3 separate regions of the Zea mays genome follow, and all the other regions are linked to region 1. A link is a contact called in public Hi-C data. All regions are on one chromosome and are shown on one strand. Each heading gives the region's core, a stretch centred on a gene start, on an enhancer-like site or on the middle of the called end of the contact. The rest is flanking DNA. Distances are from core to core; before and after follow the strand shown. Region 1 holds the start of LOC542435 (asparagine synthetase homolog 1). Region 2 holds the start of LOC100274222 (DNA repair protein RAD23). Region 3 has its middle 71 kb from the start of LOC103638234.

Evidence for each region. Hi-C and Micro-C count contacts between places; a contact is called where the count stands out from the background.
Region 2: a contact with region 1 is called in a Hi-C map of ear, with 2.7 times the contacts expected there. The contact joins the promoter of LOC100274222 here to the promoter of LOC542435 in region 1. A contact is called at or near these places in 2 of 25 Hi-C or Micro-C datasets (ear and tassel).
Region 3: a contact with region 1 is called in a Hi-C map of leaf, with 8 times the contacts expected there. The contact joins the enhancer-like site here to the promoter of LOC542435 in region 1. A contact is called at or near these places in 2 of 25 Hi-C or Micro-C datasets (ear and leaf).

The regions. Positions count from the first base shown.
Region 1 is chr9:34,632,501-34,637,507 of Zm-B73-REFERENCE-NAM-5.0, reverse strand. LOC542435 (asparagine synthetase homolog 1) reads left to right here and starts at 2,776. Exons shown (of 14, transcript NM_001291791.1): 1 at 2,776-2,952; 2 at 4,376-4,514; 3 at 4,873-4,968. The coding sequence starts at 2,873.
Region 2 is chr9:34,225,443-34,230,449 of Zm-B73-REFERENCE-NAM-5.0, reverse strand. LOC100274222 (DNA repair protein RAD23) reads right to left here and starts at 2,111. Exons shown (of 12, transcript NM_001148593.1): 1 at 1,616-2,111; 2 at 1,014-1,175; 3 at 50-109. The coding sequence starts at 1,681.
Region 3 is chr9:34,995,562-35,000,568 of Zm-B73-REFERENCE-NAM-5.0, reverse strand. No RefSeq gene overlaps it. Among protein-coding and RNA genes, the nearest start is that of LOC103638234, 71 kb to the right of the region's middle. Within about 2 kb of position 2,263, at least 14 of the 20 cell types and tissues checked have an H3K27ac peak or open chromatin away from gene starts, as enhancers often do. A contact at or near this core is called in ear and leaf, where this site is marked.

The DNA.
Region 1 (5,007 bases), core at 1,527-4,026:
TGTAATTTTATTCTCTATCATTTAGTGTCTCTGTTTTGACATGAAAACAGTAAGAAAATTAATTTCTCATCTAATCCTATTTTAATCACATTAAACCTTAGGAAATTCATAACTTGAAATCTATAACTCCAAATTTAGTGATTCCAGTTCCTATGATTTCATTTTAATGTGTAGATTTTTACTGTATATTTTATTCATCTGTTTGGTGTGATGTTGATTTTGGCTATACTATGTATGTATTGTGTTGATGCGAATAGACGAGCAAACCACTGTGGATTCTGAGGTTCAACAAGTAGAAGTAGCTGAGCAGGAGCTCATTGAAGGCAAGTTGTGCCCTTGATCACTTCTTTTACCTATTCATGTTCTTATTATTCATAATGATCTGCATAGGTTAATTTTGATGGGACCCAATAGGATACCCTAGATTTTGACTATCTTTTTACCTTGTTTCACCACTGGTTTTACTACTAAATTTTTGGGTAGTACATGCTATTGCTTTATGTGGATTTGGGTATAAAGATATTTATGACTCATGACTACACTTTCTATTATCTGTTCATTATTTTATGTTCATGATAAGATCATTATGTTAATGGGAACATGGAGAACCACCCGGGAAAACAGTGCTACCACAAGGGTTTAATGGGACGCCCTTGGCTGACTAATTAGGAAAGCTAGTGGAAGACTACCTTACCCGAAAGGGGCAAGGGCAGTAGGGGAGAGGTCAGTGCGGGGAGGTCCCTGGTTGATTTTGCTGCGATGGCTGTCAGCCAGGAACCCTGTACTGGATCTTCCTATAAACTGTAGCGGGTTTTCGGAAGCTAGTGGAACTTTGTAAAGGCCTCGTAGTGGATCCCTAGCCATTCACCTCGGTAGTGTCTAAGGGCCTTGCAAACCCAGGCGACATGGGATACACGACTTGTGGGTAAAGATGCGCAACCTCTGCAGAGTGTAAAACTGGTATACTAGCCGTGCTCACGGTCAAGAGCGGCTCGGACCCTCACATGATTAAATATGGAACTTAAATTCAATTTGACATTTGCATCGCATTTGGGATTATTTTACTATTACTGTTCTTTATTATTATTAAGGTTTGGTATTTACTTACACTTAGTAATTGCTAATAAAATTTTGACCAACTTATAAAAGCAATGCTCAGCCTCAACCTCTATTTCATTGATCAGCCTTACACTACATGAACTCCCACCTTTGGTGAGTTCATGCCACATTATTCCCCACGACTTGTTGAGCTATGAACGTATGTGAGCTCACTCTTGCTGTCTCACACCCCCCCACAGGAGAAGAACAGGTGGTCGAAGAGGAGCCGCCTAACACTGAGGAGTTCGATCTGATCTAGGTGGCGTGTCTCGGTCGACATTGGCGCCGACGATCCTTAGTTCGCTTTATCTTTATTATTTTATTTTGTAATAAGTCTTCCGCTATGTAATAAATACTCTGATGTTTTATGACATTTATCTCTATACACTCGGTTATTATATATGTTGTCTTCTTGGCGCATGTATGAGATGCACCCGGCTTTGTCCTTTAAAACCGGGTGTTACAGAAGCCCAAGCACGGCACGACGTTCTTGGCTCTTGCAAACATTAGATTGTTTCTGAGATCACATTGGCGCAATGGACTACACGGTGTTTGAGGTTGCTGAATTGGATGGAGCAACAATGATTTGTCACGCTAACAACAAAATAAAAAGTTATTTGTTGGTTTTAAATGTTAGTAATTGCTACGAAGTAGCATAATTTATATGGAGCGCATCCGGTTTTATTGATGCCTGACTTTAGCAATCACTCTATATTTTGATCTATCTTTTTTTATAAGTTTGACTTTATGAGACTTATTTTTAGAAACTTGAGCTCACAAATTTTGTCTTATTTGGTCTCTGTATGATGGAATTATGTCATTTTATAATCTCTGTTCATTCATCAGTCATTGTGAACTTGTGAACTCTTTCTAATCGCTCACTTCATTGGTCGTGTTGTACCAAGACATATTGCATGGAGTAAACAATAACATCAATTAGCCAAATCAAAAAAATATTATAAAGAGAGTGGAGACAATCAATAAAAAATCTTGAATTTTTTTAATGAATAGTTTACGTAGGTATTATTGTAAGCCGTCGCAACGCACGGGCAACCGACTAGTATAATTTAAAGGATGAGTTCATGCTTACGTCTAGACTAGTTGGATCGACAAGTCGCCTCACATGCTGACAACAAGTTAAACTAACTTTTTAAACTCACTAAAGAAGCGGGCTAGGCTAAACTAACCTCGACTCGTCACTTGATCGAAAGCGAGAGACGACTCGGACTCGTTCCCACCCTCGCGAGTCGCGACCAGCTCAAAATCAACTAGCGGCCGGACGGCAGCGGCGGCGCACTCCCGTTCGGGTCCGGCGGAATCCACCTCATCACGTGAACTTGGCAGAATCTCCGTGCGCGCGCGGTCCAAGATTCTGACCGCCCCGCTCCTAAACCCACGTTGTGTGTACCCCCCACCTTCACCCAATGGCGAGGGGCCCCCACATATATTAGAGCCCCACACATCAGTGGCTCTGGACAGCCCGTACAAGCAAAAGCACCAGCCGCCTAGTGGTGGGAGCGCCAATAGAGCCGCCAACTACACATTCGACGGCCGAGATGCCGTGATTACCTGCGAAGCCCTAATTAAATCACCATTCCCTGCCTAAAACTCCCATTTCGCCGTCCGTGACGCGAGAGACCTCTTCGCATCCCGAGGCGGCGCTTTTGGGGTCGGAAGCGACACGGGCGCCGGGCGGGTCCGCGGGTGGTGGTGCTACTGCTAGCAAGCAGCAGCAGGCGACGCTAGGCGAGAGCCCCAGTCGGAGCAGGCCACCATGTGCGGCATCCTCGCTGTCCTCGGCGTCGCTGAGGTCTCCCTCGCCAAGCGCTCCCGCATCATTGAGCTCTCGCGCAGGTATGGCGCGGCACCCCACCGTCCGTCTTGCCGTCCCATATCCATCTGTGCCTTTTATGTGGCTTAACGCGGCCCCGCCCCCGCCCTGCTATCGGGTGGGTTGTTGGCGTATTGCGGCCGTCTGAGGAGAGGGCGGAGGAAATTTGGTGTCGGGTTGGGATAGTACAACACCTTTGGGCAAACGGGATATCTCTAGTTTATCTAACCCTCTGTAGTCCGCTTGTCGTTTCAATTTATATTAACATCTGAAAAGGACCACCGATATGTGGCCAACTTTTGCAAAACATAGTATTTGTCTCCGAGAATTTGGGAATGAGCTATGATGATTGATGAATGGTAGATGTCTATTTTTTTTTCCGAGGGCCCATGTAGCGCGACATGGTGTGTCTATGTCGTGAGAGAAATTGGCAGGACCAGATTTTCAAAATGCAAACTGGTATCTGCCTATATAGATGGATTTTTGTGGGGTTACAGTTTAAGTGTTTGCTTCAAGTTTGAAATGAATACGTGTTTTTCATGAATAGTAATGACTGTATACATGTACATTTCATCTGCAGAATGGCTTTAAATGTAAATTATTTGAATTTGAGTAAAATGTAGCATGTATAGAACTATAGATACACTTGTATGGTGTTTGGTTTGAGAAATAAGTTAGTCCATCATCTTCTCACTCCTCACTTTTTTGTTTGGTTTGTGGAATGAAATGAGTTGATCCATCACCACCTCATTTCTCATAGTTAGTTAGTTAGTACTAATATGAGGAATGAGGTTTCCACCAAATTTGAGGAATGGACTTATGATGCACCACCTTGAATGAAGTGATTCCTCAAACCAAACACCCCTTGATGTTCAGCAACAATCTTCTAGGGTTTATCTGCTAGTGCTTGTGGTGGCAAGTGTGGAGGTTTTGGTTCACGGTTCCTCTTGTGGAGATTATGATTTCAAACACAAAACTTGCTCCTTCCAGTTGCAAATTAAAATATTGCAAAACTTGCATACATAAATTACAAATTTAGATTATATAACTGGGTCACCTAAAATTATCTTTGTCAATGATTTATATGACTCATTTAGCAAACCAGAAGAGGAGTAAAAGAGAAAAAAAAGTTGCCTAGAAGTGTCACAGTGGCCTATGATTAGAGAAAAACTGAGAAGCAGCAGTTTTTATAATTTATAGAAGCAATTAATGTTCAGTTGCGCACTATTGTGGAGTTACTGACTTAATCTTCTAGTAGAGTAAATAGGTGTTGATTGTAGACATCTTATTGAAATCTGAAATGAGAACTATATGTCTCTTGACTTCAATTAGTATAATTTCTTTGTGCTTTTTTTTGTGACAGACCGTTCTTAAGAATTACAGGGTGCTTGTTATAAATTTGTTATACACATGCACCCCACTGAAATGAAGTTCATATTTTGTTAGGTTACGGCACCGAGGGCCTGATTGGAGTGGTTTGCACTGTCATGAGGATTGTTACCTTGCACACCAGCGGTTGGCTATTATCGATCCTACATCTGGAGACCAGCCTTTGTACAATGAGGATAAAACAGTTGTTGTAACGGTCTGTATCTGGATTAGAAATAATTTTACTGTATCCACTCATTTTTTTATGCTAACTGTAGAGTTTGCAACAAATTTGTTTAATTGTTCTGCTTTTGGTAAATGTCATTTGTTTCAAAAGTCTGTAATGCCCATAAATAGCGATCTAAGAAATCAATCAAACAATCCCAATACCATGAATTAGAAACTTCCCAGACCCTGGGAGGATTAGCGAATGCCCTTAATGAGCTGAGTGTGACTTAATGTGCTATGATATGAACCCACCAGAAGTCTTGCTTTAACTAAATGAACTAGAGGAAATATGGTTCTATTTGTGTATAGTTATTTCACCATTTTTATCTTCTGGTTGTCATTTCCAGGTGAACGGAGAGATCTATAACCATGAAGAATTGAAAGCTAAGTTGAAAACTCATGAGTTCCAAACTGGCAGTGATTGTGAAGTTATAGCCCATCTTGTAAGTTGCATATTTATACCCTTTTAACAGTGACATAAC
Region 2 (5,007 bases), core at 862-3,361, 410 kb after region 1:
AACACTAGCGAAATACGAAAATAACTACATCAACTATGCCAAAACTAACCAGAGTTGCAGGAGCTTTTGCAGTAGTAGCGGTAGAAGCTCCACTCGATGATGCCTTAGCCTAGCAAAAAATCATGTCATGCATGTCAGATTAGATAGAACATAAAGATTAGAAGCTAATAGCAGCTTAACCAAATAAATCAGTGTCAACTGTAGCTGAAGTTAAAAATTGGAAAATATATAACGGGTCATGGAAGCTGTTAAAAGACATCTTCACACGAAATCGACATAACTCTGAACGTTGTATTTTCGTTTTTGTGAAGTAATTAAATTTAGGTCAGTCACAAAGAGGGGAAAACCCCACAAAACCCAATACGAAGCATTCAATATCTTATGTTGTCATTATCACCTTGAAAGCAATCAATTCATCGACCAAGCAAGTAAAGGTTGAGTTTTATTTAAAATGCACTAAGCAGTTGACAATGTAGCCATTGTATTTCACAAAAGAGCAGTAAAAATGGAGAGTAAATACGAAGAAACTGGAAAAGAAAAGAGATGAAATAATTCAAATCCAAATCTGTGTTATGTTGAATCTGAGACTTCCATTCTGGAAGACTAATCACTTGGTCATACAGAGTTGAGGAAATCAAATAACAATTTGCAAGATATTCAAAGAAATAATTTACAATTTACATGGAAATCATCAAAGAAATCAGTCACAATGCCAATTCTCAGGCAAATGACTGCACCATCCAGAGCACTAGCAGAAGTAACAAGACAACTATCTACTGTAGATAACTTATGAGCATCATAATTCATAAGGCAAACTACTAATATTTTACTAGCAATCCATACATGTAACAATAACAGCTGAAGTAAAGTAAGATATGAAAGTGAAATTAATGCAACCAACCCAAAACACTCAAAATATGGCACGACTTGCAGGCAAACCAATCACAGTTTCCAGTTAAGAACCAGATTATTGAACACATCACTGATGGGATAAGACAGAGAGCACCAAATACCTTGGACAACATTATAACAAGGAAGCTGTTCTCAGCAACTCCGTTGCTTTCCAAAGTGGTTTCATCCTTGAGAATTTTCCCTTGGTATATGAGCATTTGCTGGTCCGCCCGGTAGGTACTCTGACCTTGAGTGGTCTCAATGATCCTCTTCACATCAGCAACCTGAAAATTACAAGCAGTGAGTAGGCTGCACGACTAGAGACGTTGCCGAGCAACATAAATAGAACACCACGACATGCTGAATCATCCGTCTGTACAGCAACCGCGCCGCATTACTGTGATAATTACGACGAACACACGCAACCACAAACCCCAAACTCCAACCAACGACAAACCCTAGACTATGTCCCGTGTGAGAAACTGAAGTTCAAAATGCAGAAAACCAGAGAGCAACGGGCTCCCACCATCCGCCGGCTGGACGCCCCCAAAATAAAAACCCTAGATTCATATCAAAGCCCCCTGCGCTACCAGCGGCCGGCAGCGCAATCGCTGCACCAGATAACCGCGAAATCGTACCGAGCCGCACCCGAATCCAGGGAAACGGTCAAAAATTGCACGGAATCGATCGGATTGAAGTGAGAAGGACGGGAAGGGGGCCGTACCGATGCATCGGGGCTCGCCTCGATCTCGAAGTTGGTGCCCTTGAGGGTCTTGACGTTAAGCTTCATCTCGCCCGACGCCGCCTCGGTCCTTGAACTCTCCCTCCTCACGCTGCCTGACTGAGGTTCGAGTTGGGGACTGGCGAGGGTTTCGTCGCCTCGCCTTGGGGGTTCGACCTCGCGAGGGCGCACGGGGAAGAGTAATTATAGGCGAAAAAAAATCCGGAGGCTACAAAAGAGAAATCAGCGCCTGGCGGCTGGCTCTCAGGGTCGACCTAGATATTCTCGCTGTCCCGTGGGACCGTGCCTGATTGATCCTGGCGTCAGTGAAAGGGGCGGGTGATTGGATCGGAAGGCGTGGAGAGTGGTGGCGAGGTTGTGGGTGGATCTAGCTGCACTGTCACGCACACGCGGGTGTTTTGAGGCGGTTGCGCTGTGCGCTGGCCGCTGGCTGAGGGGATAGATGTAAACGGAAGTGTGCCCGGTTGGGAAAAAAAAGTTGCCCACACCAATACACGGTTAGGCTGGCTCGACCGACTTTGAGCTGTTTTGTTAAGCTAATATTAGCCAGATGAGCGTACATTGCTACGGTTTCTATATATATATGTCGATGTTTCGACCCCGGGGTTCCTGTACGAAACACGAAGGGAGGCAAAAAGGGGAGACAGGCAAAAGGGGAAACTCGCGGCCTTCGTGTTGCCCTGCGCCTAGGTCGGGTATGCTTGCAGTAGGGGGTTACAAGCGTCCGCGTGGGAGAGAGCGAGAGACTTTACGCGTCGTCCCGTTCCCCCGCGCGGCCAACCTTCTTGTAAGAGAGCCCTGGACCTTCCTTTTATAGGCGTAAGGAGAGGGTCAAGATGTACAATGGGGGTGTAGCAGTGTGCTAACGTGTCTAGCAGAGAGGAGCTAGTGCCCTAAATACATGTCGTCGTGGCAGCCGGAGAGGTCTTGGCACCCTGTTCATGTGATGTCGTGGTCGTCGAAGGAGCGCTGGAGCCTTGCGGAAGGACAGTTGTCGGGGCTGTCGAGTCCTTGCTGACGTCTCCTTGCTTCCGTAAGGGGCTGAGAGCCGCCGTCGTCACGGAGCACGCGGGGCGCCATCATTATTTGTTTACCGGGGCGAGCCAGGTGGGACGTCGGTCTTGTTCCCCGTAGCCTGAGCTAGCTAGGGGTAGGGTAATGATGGCCCCCCTGTGACGTGGTCGGTCCGAGCCCTGGGCGAGGCGGAGGCTCCTCCGAGGTCGAGTCTGTCTTCCGAGGTCGAGGTCGAGTCCGAGCCCCGGGTCGGGCGAGGCGGAGACCATCGTCTGAGGCCGAGGCCGAGTCCGAGCCCTGGGGTCGGCGAGGCGGAGTTCGTCGTCTTCCGGGGCCGAGTCCGAGCCCTGGGGTCGGGCGAGGCGGAGTTCGTCGTCTTCCGGGGCCGAGGCCGAGTCCGAGCCCTGGGGTCGGGCGAGGCGGAGTTCGTCGTCTTTCGGGGCCGAGGCCGAGTCAGAGCCCTGGGGTCGGGCGAGGCGGAGCTTCCTATGGCGCCCGAGGTCGGACTTGGCTGCTGTCCGCCTCACTCTGTCGAGTGGCACAGCAGTCGGAGCGGCGCAGGCGGCGCTGTCTTCTTGTCAGGCCGGTCAGTGGAGCGGCGAAGTGACTGCGGTCACTTCGGCTCTGTCGACTGAAAGGTGCGCGTCAGGATAAGGTGTCAGGCCATCCTTGCATTAAATGCTCCTGCGATACGGTCGGTCGGTGTGGCGATCCGGCCAAGGTTGCTTCTCGGCGAAGACTGGGCCTCGGGCGAACCGAAGGTGTGTCCGTTGCTTGAGGGGGTCCTCGGGCGAGACGTGGATCCTCCGGGGTCGGTTGCCCTTGCCCGAGGCTGGGCTTGGGCGAGGCGAGATCGTGTCCCTTGAGTGGACCGAGCCTTGACTTAATCGCACCCATCAGGCCTTTGCAGCTTTGTGCTGATGGGGGTTACTAGCTGAGATTAGGAGTCTTGGGGTACCCCTAATTATGGTCCCCGACAGTAGCCCCCGAGCCTCGAAGGGAGTGTTAATACTCGCTTGGAGGCTTTTGTCACACTTTTTTGCAAGGGGACCGACCTTTCTCGGTTGCGTTTTCGTTCCGGTGGGCGCGCGCACCGGGTGTAGCCCCCCGAGGCCTCGGAGGAGTGGTTTGACTCCTTCGAGGTCTTAATGCGTTTCGTGATGCTTTGGCCGGTCTGGTTGTTCCCTCATGCGAACTGGCCGTAGCCCGGGTGCACAGTCGAGTCCCAAGTTCTCGGGCTGGTATGTTGACGCTGTCAACGGTTTGGCCGGAGCCGGGTTTGTGAGAGCAGCCCCCGAGCTTCCGCATAGAGCGAGAGGACGGTCAAGGACAGACTCTACTTTTTTACATACGCCCCTGCATCGCCTTTCCGCAAGGAGGAGGGGGGAAAGCGCCATGTTGCCCTCGGAGGGCGCCGGACGTGGTGTCTCCAGTGAGTTGCTAACGGGTAATCCGAGTGGACGCCCGTGTGTAACACCCTAAAACCCTATTTTTTTGGGATCTAGAAAAAAAAATCATCTCAGGAACTAAATAAAAATGTTATCTAAGAAAAGATGGGAGAAAAAAAAATCATCGTAAGACTAGAGGTACTTTTTGAATAAACTATATATAAAGTACTTGTAAAGAAAAAATATCCCACCAAGGTAATTCTTTATATTGGACCTTACTTTTCACAAAAGAAATATATAATGAATATTTTTGTTCTTCTAAATTAAACTTTTTAACTTTGATCACACATTCAAAATTATTTGTGCATTGCATTTGTGAACCAATACTTAGATAAATAAATTGGCAAATTTTATACTGGTGTTTTTGTTTGTGCATTAAAAACCTAAATTTAAAATCTCAAATTCGAACTCAATTTTGAAATTGGATATCAAATAAAAACAAAATAACAAGAAAAGAAAAAGAAAAGGAGAAAATCAGTTCTGGGCTCGCGCAAGCACATTTCGGCCCATCTCCACTTATCTCCTCTCTTGGCCCAACTCGTGCACTCAGTCACTTGCGCGCGCCTGGGTGTTTTCTCGCCGACTGGTGGGCCCCGCGGGCAGGGTAGGCTGCGGACACTAGGATCACGGGGCGTGCTGGCTGGTGGGCCCGTGACGGCGGTCTCCCAGCGCTCACGCTTGAAACCCTGGCAGTCGGGCCCAGACCGTCAGCGCCATCTCCTACCTACCGCCGAAATCTTCTCCCACCTGCGTAACAAACCAGAGCAAAGCCGCCGCCGTCGCTTCGGGGTTGTTGGGGTCGAGCTCGGACGTCAATAGCGGAGGGAGGAGTATAAAGCTTGAGCAACGTCGTCCCTCTATGGATAAGCCAAAATCGGCGCAGGCTGTATCCTTGCCGCGCGTATTGTGCGA
Region 3 (5,007 bases), core at 1,014-3,513, 360 kb before region 1:
ATTGTTTACTCCATCTAATATGTCTTGGTACAACACGACCAATAAAGTAAGCGATTAGAAGAGAGTTCACAACGATTGACTGAACGAACATAGATTATAGAATGCATAATTCCACCATACAAAGACCAAATAAGAGAAAGTTTGTGAGCTCAAGTTTCTAAAATAAGTCACATGGACTCAAACTTATAAAAAAATATATCAAAATATGGAGTGGTTGCTAAAGTCAGGCATCAATAAAAATTGGTTGCACTCCATATAAATTATGCTACTTCGTAGCAATTACTAAAGTTTAAAAGCAACAAATAACCTTTCATTTTACTGTTAGTGTGACAAACCTTTTTTGCTCCATTTAATTCAGCAACCTTAAATATCATGTAGTCCATTACGCCAATGTGGTCTCAGAAACGACCTAATGCTTGCAAGAGCCAAGAACGTCGTGCTTTATTTGGGCTATAGCCTCGGCCCGTAGTACTGGCCCAGCCCGACACAATTATATTTTTTATTTTAATAAACGTGTATACATATATACAATTTATATTCATTATTAAAAACATTTGAGCATGATGTTCTACTGGTTAGACAGCTTCATCCAGTGTCTCCCGCCCTTCTTCCATCAGGGTATGGGTTCAAACCCCACCTCCTGCACCATTTTTTAACATTTTACGTTGCTTTAATCAAATGGACCGCCAAGCTAACGGGTCGGTCCGGCATAGTCAGCAGGCCGGCATGACATGCATGGGCCAGAGCTGTGGCCTGCGGGCGTCTGGCCCATGCCGGACCGCCATTTGGCCATCTATATGTCGAGGTGTGTTTTATGACGTTAACGGGACAGGCGTACATCGGATTAATTTGAAATAGCTATGAGGGGTTAATTGTAAAAAGATGACGTGGGACGACCGTTGAAACTGGTGCTTTAAATATAGTAGAGATAAATAAAATCATATGCTTCGGTTTGATGAAAACATATAACATCGAAAAACAAGTTGCACGCGCGCAATTAACTTGTATACTATAAACTAAAAAAGTTTATGTAAATATACGATATATGTGTTTTGCATCTGGGTAAAAAACTAGCGAGATAGTATTTTAAATCTGTAGAATTTGGGTATTGTTATATTTTTTTGATATTAACCTATGTTATACTACCTCCGTCCCACAAAGTGTGTCGTTTGACTTTTTCTGTACGAAGTTTGACCGACTCGTCTTATTCAAAGAAATTCATAATTATCATTTATTTTCATTCTGGTTTAGTTTATCATCTAATTTACTTTAACTATGAATTGAATTTTTCTACATTTTCATAAGTATTTTGAATAAGACGAGCTAGTGAAACTTAATATTAAAAAGTCAAATGACATTCTTTGTATATTTGTCATATCGTTCTTCATGAATATTCAGTTGCTTCTTTTTTTCCGCTCAGGTAAAAATGAGAACTATCAAGTTGACACGCTGCTACCTATCTTAAAGCTCTGAAACGCTAAATCTGTACTGCTACTCATCGCAAAAATTGTAACATCCCAATGAAAACCATTGGATAATTAATGAACGAGTGAACTAAGATAGATTCCACCAATAAGGATTAGTTTTGCAACTCTATTTTTCTAAGAGATTTATATTTTTCGAAGGAAAATTAGTTCATTTCCTCTTAGAAAAATGAGAATCCTTTGGAACAATGGAGTTGCCAAACTATCTCTAAAGACAGAGATTGCTGTTTTCAGCCAATGCAATATACTGCTAGTTCATATCTTTACAGGATGAATAGCAATAACCCAGCTAACACCAATGACAAATTCATAGACGCACAAAATATATTCATTTAATAATCCATCGAGATCAGCACATCTTTAGTTAACAGAGATATAGCCTAGCAGTCAGCATATCATTCAATAAACATCACTACCAGCAATCAAGCATCAAGCAAGCAGTAAGAGCCATGCAAACAATCATACATATTTCAAATTTGCAGTAAAAAACATCTCGCCACTGCGCAAACCATATTAATCTTGCACAATCTACTCTTTAATCGTGAAGATTTATATACAAAAAGTGCTGTCGAAAACAAAAAAAAATCTCTCATGAAATATCTAAAACATTGATTAATTTCTTATTTAGGTCTAATCTATATCCTAAAACCTCACTGATTCTCGTCATAGAAAATAAAAAACCTGCTCTCTATTTATAAGAACCAGCAGTCTAATCTGGTCCGTAGCCAAATTCTCGTTGGACTACTGCAGCATCTCCCGCCTGTGTCCGCCTGGACTTCCTGCCGTGGGCCGCTTCAACGCTCGGCCTTGAGCCGCACGGTGGCCTCATGCCTCCGCAGGCCTTCGCTGTAGGCAGATCGCACTCTTTCGCCTGCTCACCTGGGCAAGAGCCGCATGCACACATGCACCAGCTCCCCCTGTAGAATCCACAAAACAGCACTATTTTGAGAAAAACGTTTAGTAAATAATATCTGTTTTCAAGCAATTCGTAGAACAGCACTGGTTTCACTAAATTAATTCAGAAAACAACATTTCATCTGTATTTTGCATTTTTTTTGCTTACACCACATATAGGTAGACCAAATTACCCCTATTCATTTCATAGCCTATTTTTATCTCTTCTATCCATAAGAAAAAAACATAAATAGATAAAACATACAAACTATATTTTATAGTGTTAAACATACATTTAGGCACATATTTTTTACGAAGGAAGAAGTTTAGATTTAACCGTTGAACTTTAAAACTAGATATCTTCAATATCGAGCTATTAAAATTTAGACATAATTGATTCATTGGAAGATCTTCTAATGTACTTCATATGTTCCTTTTTATTTAAAGTGGTTGTTTTTTCAAAAACTTCAATCATTTGTCTTATTAAGAAAATAATATGTTCTATAAATCCTACCCACTCCATCACATAATATAGTTTTGAAGTTCAATTGTTAAATCTAAACTTCCTCATTTACAGAACATTTGTGTTTATTTGTATGTTTAACACTATTCTTAATAATATAAAAATATTGCTCATATATTTGTATGCATTTATGTTGTTCTTATGGACTAAATAGATGAACAAATAAGGCTGGGAAATGATAGGGGCAATTTAATCCATTTTCTTGTGAGCTGAGAAATAAAAGAATGAAACAATATAGATGGAGGGTTGTTTTCTGAATTCATTTGATGAAACTGATGTTGTTCTTTCAATTGCTTGAAACCGAGTGCTATTTGCTGAACATTGTCTTAAAGTAGTGATGTTTTGTGGACAAGCTAATGCATGCATGACTCTCATACCAAAATCAATTCTCCTGGGCTCTTCATGAGCATGTACAACGCACATAAATGCCTCGTATCTTAAGGGGTATCAAGGAGTTAAGTGCAAAAAAACATAAGAGACGGTATCTTGGTGAAGGAACGTGTCTAGCACGGTACTCTAAGTCTAGATACGATTCTACCCATACAGGCCACAAAAATGAGTTGTATATTGAGGGGTTCTAGTGAATAAGATACAAGGCATAGATATATTGGGTTGTATAAAAGAATTTCTTAGGCGTATCTAGTACTTAGAGAACCGAAACATAGTATCTAGGTTGTACATGCCCTAAGCATACATATACAAATGCACACGAGCCAACATGACACCATCTTCACACTACAATCGCTCACATTTTTAGACACCCATGTAGTAACGCTACCATACGTCACACCGCATCTCTAATACAATGTCCATCTTCATTTGCACCATTCTTAAGCTCAAATGTCCTGCATGATATCCTAGCCAATAGAACCTCAGACCCTTCTTGAATTTACTCCTAAAACCTCTTTTCCTCCTGAACCTAGTTTCAGCCCATCACCGACCACATTCTATCTCAAGCAACACGTGCTCTTGAACAACGCACAAAATTGTGTACGAGCACAAGTCCACAATTTGACTCAAGGTTAATCCATGCAACAGTATTTTATCGAGCGTGTTACAATAATATCAAAACACATGTTACCAGACATACACAATTTAACGTTAATCAAAAAAAAAATATTTGTATACATGCACAATTTAACTCTAATCATCTATCTACCTACCCAATATTATTGGTTGTTTGTCCTAGATAAGTCGCTCGAATGTATATATTCTATAACAGAAGTAAGCCAAAAAGGTGAGCCCTTGCGCCTATTGAGGCATCTTGCACTTAAGTTTTGAAATACCATTAGATTCTTAGGTCATGTTTGTTTCCTCCCAGGATTATATAATCCAACTTATGGATTATATAATCACCTATTGACTTGTCTATGGTTATCATAATCTAGGTATCTAGATTATATAATTCATCTAATAATTCATGTTGTTTATTTGTCTCTTAACACAATTTAGTTTGGGACAATCTTGATATCACGATCTCTAACTAGAATCTAGTGTCAATGGGGAGGAAGGAATCCTTAATGGACAGGTTGAAAATGAGGAATATGCAATTAGACAGTTTACAATCACATTACGTCACTAGAGATCTAATCTGAATAACAAGTTTGTGAAGAATGGGTTGGACATAATGAAAGATGTATATCAAAATTACACTACCTTAGTGGTAGTATCAGACGTCAAAAGTTTTCTTATCTAAGAGTAAAATAAATTCTGAACCTGCAAATAAGTAGGGATGAAAACGGTTTCGGAATTTTCGGTATTCCGGAAACCGATTTCGAAATTTTTCGATCGGATTCACCAGTAACGGTATTTTTCGAAAACAGAATCGGTTTTTGGAATTTTCTATCGGAATCGGCGTGGTGTTTTACCGACCGTTTCCTTCGGTTACCGGTTTTTGTCGGAAATTACCGGATTTGTGTCTCGAAATTTTCCGAAATTGTGCCTCGAAATTTTTTTCGGAATTTTTCAGCATGTGATTTTTTGCATCACCTGTACGTCTCTGGATAATGATTACTTATTTTTGTATTTTTTGGACGCCTTTAAGATTTTTTTGGGATAGATGGTGTTGGAAGGCAGTTGAGATTAACGATTTGGTCTCTCGAACGA